2 separate regions of the Mus musculus genome follow, and region 1 is linked to region 2. A link is a contact called in public promoter capture Hi-C data. All regions are on one chromosome and are shown on one strand. The core of a region is the stretch at or near the end of the contact, and the rest is flanking DNA. Distances in the headings are between cores, read along the strand shown.

Region 1 (3,667 bases), core at 390-2,889, 150 kb before region 2:
TTGCTGAAGTCACGTACCTAGAAAAAAAACCAAAACAAAACAAAAAACAAAAACCCAAGCCTATATTTTTTTCTCTTGGTCAATCCACTACTTACTGTTTGTTCTACTATGGCTAGGTCCTACCTGATGTCTCCTCATCCTAAAATACCACCAGGTCTACAGGTCTGCATATGTGTGTTTGTGTGTGTGCATATATATATAACCCCCCTTATAAGAGCCAGCATAGACCACCAAGCTTACTAAGATGGAGAAAATGGGAAAGGGTTCGAAGGCCTTATGAGCCACTTTTTTTTGAGGCAGGATCTCACTTTGTAGGCCTGATGAATTTGAAACTTCCTATGTAGGCCAGGCTAGCCTCAGACTCACATCACCCCCCCAACCCCCCCACCCCCACCTAAGCCTTCTTAGTGCTGGAATTAAGGAAACATGCCACCAACTTGGCTGAGCTATCCCTCTTAAAAGTGTTCTAATGAGTCTTTCAAATCTCCCACACCAACAATCAGAAATTATTTTTAAATGTTCAAGCTACACCCAATGGCATAAACATTCGCAATACACTTGATACACATGGCTACCCTGCTTTGCCAAAGTATCATATACCAATCAGGAACTCCAGCGCCGATGTTACCACCTTTCCTAGTATTTAGAATTATTATTAGCATATTTTGTGGTAAGCAGAGAAAAAAAATCCTCCACATTTAAATTTCCATTTACTTACTACCACAATGTGATCATTTATAACTTTTATATTTCTCCTTTGCTACAATGTGTAGTTCTCTCATTACCCTCATCTCAAATAACAGAGGTCTCAGTATTGGAATTAAGCCAGTAACATCAAATGAAAGGAACTCTCCCCGCTACCCTCCAAACTTTACTAGAGCCAGACAGCCTGCTTTCCTGCTGGGGACTGAATCAAGAGCCTTATGCGCATGTGCTTAGGAAAGTGTTCTACACTGGGCTGTAGCACCAGCCCCTCCTTAAAGTTTCAACACACAAAAGTATTTCAACCCTGTTTATGACCCTAGGCAGGGGAGAGGGAAGGTTGAAGCATCAAAATCAGAATAAATACACAGCTGGGTGACAGCCCCCCGAAAGCTGGTCAAACTGGGGAAACATACCTTCTTTCCTGCTAGTTTTATCCGTGGAGTGAAACTGTTACAAAAGAGCTGGCTTTTGGATGTGTAGAAACTAGAAAGAAAGAAAGAAAGAAAGAAAGAAAGAAAGAAAGAAAGAAAGAGAGAGAGAGAGAGAGAGAAAGGTCATTAATCAATCACTTATTTATTTTTATGCATGCTTGGTGTTTGGCCTGCATGTATGTCTGTGTGAGGGTGTTGGGTCCACTGGAACTGGAGTTACTAACATTTGTGAGCTGCCATGTGGGTGCTAGGAATTGAACCCAGGTCCCCCAGAGGAGCAGCCAGTACTCTTAACCACTGAGTCATCTCTCCAGCCCCAACTTTTTGTTATGCTTTGTTTTTCAAGACAGGGTTTTCTGTGTAGCCTTAGCTGTCCTCACACTCAGATCCACCTGCCTCTACTTCCTGAGTGCTGGATAAAGTTGGCCCCTAGTATACCCGGCTTCAGTAAGCTAAACCTTAAGGCAAACTGCAATCTAGATGAGGTCAGCGCACCTGTGCTTGGCTTTGTTTTAGGTTCGCAAATCTTCCCACTTCTAGCCAACGCCACGGCTCAGTGAGTGAAAGCACTGTGCAAACCTGACAATGTGATCTCTGGCAGCCTATGGTGGAGGAGGGACTCAACTTCCAAAAGCAGTCTTCTGACCTCCAAATATACCACACTCACACACACACACACACAAATAATAAAGCCAAGCATGATCACACTCTGGAAGCAAAGGCAAGTGAATCTTTATGAGTTAAGAGGTTAGGGGCTGGAGAGATGGCTCAGTGGTTAAGAGCACTGACTGCTCTTCCGAAGGTCCTGAGTTCAAATCCCAGCAACCACATGGTGGCTCACAACCATCTGTAATGAGATCTGATGCCCTCTTCTGGAGTGTCTGAAGACAGCTACAGTGTACTTACATATAATAAATAAATAAACCTTAAAAAAAAAAAAAAAAAAGAGGTTAGCCTGTCTACATAGCAAAGTCTCAGCCAGCCAGGGCTACATAGTGAGACTTTGTCTCAAACAATAATAACAACAACAACAACCAATAATAATAGTAAAAAATTTTAAATTCCAACTTCAACATCAGCAATATTTTGGATTGCTGCTCTGGCCTTTGCTCCCCACATGCCATGTGCTCACTGGTCCTAACTGCTAACTAGATCAGAACCTTCAATAAGGGAAGGGGCAAGAGCTCTTTATATCAGGGTACTTTCATCCTGATGTTTGGTATACAGTTAAGTGCACAGGAAGTTCTTTGTATCTACTCACTGATCTATACTTAAGTTAAACAAAACAAAACAAACAAACAAACAAAAACCAGGAAAAAGGTTAGTGTTCAAGAAAAAAAATAGCTGAAACCATTAAACCCCAATCCCGCTAAAAATAATGTTAATACATCCATGTCATAAACCCATGTTAAGTGAAGATTAGCCTCACACCAGAGCGCTGAATGAACACACAGATGCTGTACTGCCGTTCTATTCTTCAGAGACCCTCTTGTATTCTCTTTTCTTTCTATGTTATAAACTCGCAAATAATGTTTGGGATGTTGCCCCAGTTCTGACTTCTAGAAAATCTCTATCTACAAACAAATAAAAAATAAAAATGAGGCCAGGTCTGGTGACACACACCTTTAATCTAACACACGGGAAAGAAACAGGGGAGGGTGTATCCCTGTGAGCTCAAGGTCAGTCTGGTCTAGGGCAGCCACAGCCACAAAGTAAGACCATGGTAGCAGCAGCAGCAGCCACTGCCGCCACAGAAAACTGACGGGCCATGGGAACAATCTTATAGCACACTGAGCACAAAGGAACACAAGAGTCTCACCTGTACCTGCCACTGGGACTCAAGTCCAGCCAACCCCTGTAAGTTGGCTTTTCTCAAAGGTATACAAGTTAGAACTAACTGGAGGCTGCCATTTTCTTCCCAGACATCAAGACTAAAACACATGAATGGAAACTTGGCATGGTGGCCAATGTCCATTATTCTAGCACTTGGGAGGCTAAGGAGGAAGGAATGGGTACACAGCAAGACTCTGTCTCAAGAAAAAAAAGAAATGGCAAGGGCTTGTCATGCAAGCACAATTTCCAGAACCCATGTTAAAAAAAAAAAAAAAGACAGGCTCAGGGCTGTGCACTTGCAATCCCAGGACTAGGGAGACAGCCTGGGCCTCACTGGCTAGCCAGCCTAGCCAAATTGGGAAAGCTCCAAGACAATGAGAGACTCTGTCTCAAAAAAGAAAGTGAATGGCTCTAGAAAAAAAAGACAAAGTTGACATCTGCTCTCCATAAGTATGTACACAGACATATATACACACCCAAATACACATGTGTAGCAATACAACATAAAAATATCTCACATTCTAAAAGACTGGAACTTTTGCTGGACCTCCCAGCCACAGTTAGTAATACACCTTGAAGACACACAGAATGCCTGTAAGAGAACAATGCATCGAGGGGCAAGGTGGTGTATGTCTTTCATCTCAGCACTAAGGGAACACAGGAAGTTCTAGAACAGCCAGAGCTCTGTAGAACCTTTA
Region 2 (3,808 bases), core at 89-2,588:
AGTCTAGGAGTGATGGTTCCTGCCTTTCATCCCAGCACTCAGGAGACAGAGGCATGCAGGTCTCTGAGTTCCAGGTGAGCCTACAGAGCAAGTTCTAGAACAGCCAACCTTAGAGTGAATAAATCACCGAAAACAAGCTGGTGAAGATACAGTTGAACATGAGGGACATATTCCAGCCACAGCAAGCAATGGGACTTGGTAACTTTAGCCACGTGGTTCAGGCTTTAGAGTCAAGATAGAAGAAAGGGGTTATGGAATCTCCCGCCCTGACTAAGGAAAGTGGCCAAATGTGGCAAGGGTGTCCCTGCATGGAGGCCCAGAGAGGCCATTGTGTGAAACTGTGAAGGTGAAGCTTGGATTGCCTTGAAAACCCCAAGAGGTTCAAGAGATGCCAGAGCTGTGGGAGATCTGCCAAAGAAAGCTCCAAACAGGAAGTTAATCAGCCCAAGAGGAAGAAGTCTGTTGCAATTAAAGCTGAAAGGAGTGGAGATCTGAAGAGCGCTTTGATATCATACATGGAGATGCAGAGTTTGGAGTTGGCCCAGCTGATTTTCTCTCTTGCTTTGGTCCAGTATTTCCTCACCACGCTCCCTTCCTTATGCACATGATACGTTGGAAGGATAGATCTGCTTTTATTTTATAGGGGGTTACAGTTAAGAGATTACATGAATCTCAGTCAAGACTTTGGACTTTCAAACATTGTTGAGATTGTGGTAAGACTTTGGGGACTTTGGAAGTTGGACTAAATGTATTTTGCCTTATGTTATGGCTGAAAGCCTATGGGGGCCAAGGAATGGAATGTGGTGGTTTGAAAGGCATGGCTCCCATAGACTGGCATTTGAAGATTACAGTGATCTGGACTCTTCTGTTACAGAAGATAAGTCAGGACCAGCTGACCAGAACCACAGAATCTTTTTTTTTTTTTTTGAGACAGGGTTTCTCTGTCTAGCTCTGGCTGTCCTAGAACTCACTCTGTAAACTAGGCTGGCCTCGGACTCAGAAATCCGCCTGCCTCTGCCTCCCAAGTGCTGGGATTAAAGGCGTGCACCACCACTGCCTGGCAGAACCACAGAATCTTAAATCAAAATATTAAATGGTCTTGAGAGAGCCTTTGCTTCATTCTAGTGTTATGGAGTTTGAGGCCACTGGGGAAAGACTACTGACTCAATGTAGATTATAACTAGCCAAATAACTGTTAGCAGGACCGCAGTCTCTAAAGCCAAGTCAGAGATGCTGCACAGAAGCAAGTGGAGGGAAGGCTTTTTAAGGCTAACACCACAATTACTTCACTGCTGCAGAATTTACAGCTCTGTGAGGATCTGCCTCATTCCCCGTGCTCACAGTGATAAGTCAGTCTACAGAAGCCAGAACACGTGATCAATCACTTCACAGTAGCTACACAGTTCTGAGAGGAGGTAAGGGCTTTTCAGGACTTTAGGTCAGAGGCCAAAGGTACTAAAGTAGATAGCAGGTACAAAATGAGTTTCCTTATCCCTCACACTAAAATTTGTGCATAGCTCTCAGCATTCTAATGGTCCAAGTTCTCACAACAGCTTGCTAAGATTTGAACATTCAGTGGCTTTTCTAACCCAGAGTTACGGCTTCCCTCCAACAGTCCTCCCCAAAACACATGGTCAGGATTGCCACATTAGTATCCCAATGTCGCGCCCACCTTCCCTGTGGCAGGGAAGACACAACACGGTCGGATTCTTCTCAACAGCCTTTATTGCAGGAATGCCTCGATGCTGCTACGGGGACCCCGGGCATCCAGGGAGGTCTGCTTATATACACCCCGGCACAGGAGAAGGCTCCGTGGCCCCCTGGGATTGGTCAGTCTGCTGGCACCCGCTCGGGCACACCGGAAACCACTCGGGCTTCTCACTCTTATATACTCTCAGCCCCCATCCACTCACGGCAGGCCACGCCACCTCACCAGGCACGCAGCTTCAGCCAATCAGGGCGGCAGGGGCATGTCTCCACCAAATATGGACTTGTTTACACCGCCAGCATCATGGTGCACCTGTGCAGTTCTCACAATGGTCTTGGCTTATTTTCAGGTGTTTGAGGAAGTCAGGTGCAAGTCATAAGACTTAGCTGCAGTCCCGGGCGCCATCTTGGGACTGCTGCCACACCCGCTCCTCACATCCCACAAACTGTACTCAGTTCTATTTTAGGATTTCTGTTGTTGTGATGAAACAACTTAACCAAAAGCAAATTGAGGAGGAAAAGCTTTATTTTACTTATACTTCCCCATCTCTGTTCAAACAAAAAGCAAGAACTCAAATAGGGTAGGAGCCTGGAGGTAGGAGCCCATGCAGAGGCCAACTATGCCTGGCTCAAACTTTAGTCTTTTTTTTTTTTTTCATCACTAATTTATTTATTCACTCAAACTTTATTTTTGACAAAGAGTAGACACACAGAGACAGGAAGTGCATTGGGTTTTTATCTGACTCAGGTGGTGACTGTCTTTTTCCCCACTGACTGGAGTCCACCCTCACTATCTTATTCAGTTGGCTAGTCTAAAAAGAATTGGCTCAGGAAGTGAAGGAGAAAGGTCCACTGCCCAGGCTATTACGTTGCTAGAATAGAGCAGTGGGCCTTTAAGTAAACAACAATTTACTAGATGGAGGAGGATTTAGACATTTGCATAAAACTCTCCTACAAGTGGGGCGATAAAGTAATTTTAATTCTTTGTCCTAAGCTCAGGTTTTACAGTATTTGATAGAAAAGACTCTTGTTTAACATTCCTTAGGCTATCTAGCCATGAGAAAGGCTTACCATCTGACTTGCTTTGTGCTTTTCTCTTTCCTCTCATTTCCTTGGTACTAATTTTAGTTTTTGTTTGGACGGGAGTGGTGTAAAGCTTATTTCTAGTCAGAAGTATATCTCAGAGATGTGGCAGGCGGAGATGAGCTGTTAGTTTCATGTTGATGTAGAGAGAAAGGTGTATTAAAGATGTCACACCATTTATTCTTGTACATGAAATTTTTGAGAGAAATTATTCTTGTTTAAATAAAGAAGAAAAGAAGGAAGAAGAGGAAGAGGAGGAGGGAGAAGAGGAGGAAGAGGAGGAGGAGGAGGAGGAGGAGGAAGAGGAGGAGATTGTTTCTTGTAACCCAGACTGGTTTTGAACTTGCTGTTTAGCTGAGTCTGGCTTTGAACTCCTGATCCTCCTGACTCTACCCTCCAAGTGCTGGGATTACAGGAGTGCAGCACCATGCTTGGTTTATACAGTACTGGGGCTTAAACTCAGGACTACTACATACATGCCAGACAAACACTCTACCAACTGAGCTATATTCTCAGTCCTAAGAGCAACTTGAATTTTATACAGATGTAAAAATTAATTGATTAAAAAGGAAACACAAAATCTTACTAAGGGTTTATTTATTTATTTATTTATTTACTTACTTACTTTTGAGACAGGATCTCACTATATTGCTCAGTATGGCCTCAAAACTGGCAACCTTCCTGCCTTTGCCTGAGTTCTAGGATTATACCATGGTGTTAATTGGCAGTCAAATACAGTTTTTGAAGCATACAGCTCCATGGTCTTGATGAATGTATATTCCCATGTAACCACTGTCACAGGCACATCTGTGTCCCTGCAGTCAGTGTCCTCCACACTTCCAGACAATCACTGCATGCACTAGAGCTACTGTTTTACAGTTTCATAGAAATGGAACCATGTAGTATTATGTGTTAGAGAGTTATATTGGGGCATGGTGACATGCACCCTTAGTCGCATCACTAGGGAAGCTGAGGTAGGAAGCTCTCAGAGAGTACTGGTCTACACTGGGAACTCCAG

Evidence for each region. Promoter capture Hi-C pulls out the DNA fragments that hold promoters and counts their contacts.
Region 1: a promoter capture Hi-C map of embryonic stem cells shows a contact between it and region 2, with 2.5 times the contacts expected there. The contact joins two enhancer-like sites. A contact is called at or near these places in 8 of 39 promoter capture datasets (the 3T3-L1 cell line, the HPC-7 cell line, embryonic stem cells and 4 more).

The regions. Positions count from the first base shown.
Region 1 is chr5:32,907,978-32,911,644 of GRCm38.p6, reverse strand. Depdc5 (DEP domain containing 5) reads right to left here. Exons shown (of 43, transcript NM_001170567.1): 18 at 1,119-1,188. Among named protein-coding and RNA genes, the nearest start is that of Depdc5, 46 kb to the right of the region's middle. Within about 2 kb of position 1,639, at least 4 of the 459 cell types and tissues checked have an H3K27ac peak or open chromatin away from gene starts, as enhancers often do. A contact at or near this core is called in embryonic stem cells, where this site is marked.
Region 2 is chr5:32,758,526-32,762,333 of GRCm38.p6, reverse strand. The region is part of intron 3 of Pisd (phosphatidylserine decarboxylase); the gene reads left to right. Among named protein-coding and RNA genes, the nearest start is that of Pisd, 25 kb to the left of the region's middle. Within about 2 kb of position 1,338, at least 35 of the 459 cell types and tissues checked have an H3K27ac peak or open chromatin away from gene starts, as enhancers often do. A contact at or near this core is called in embryonic stem cells, where this site is marked.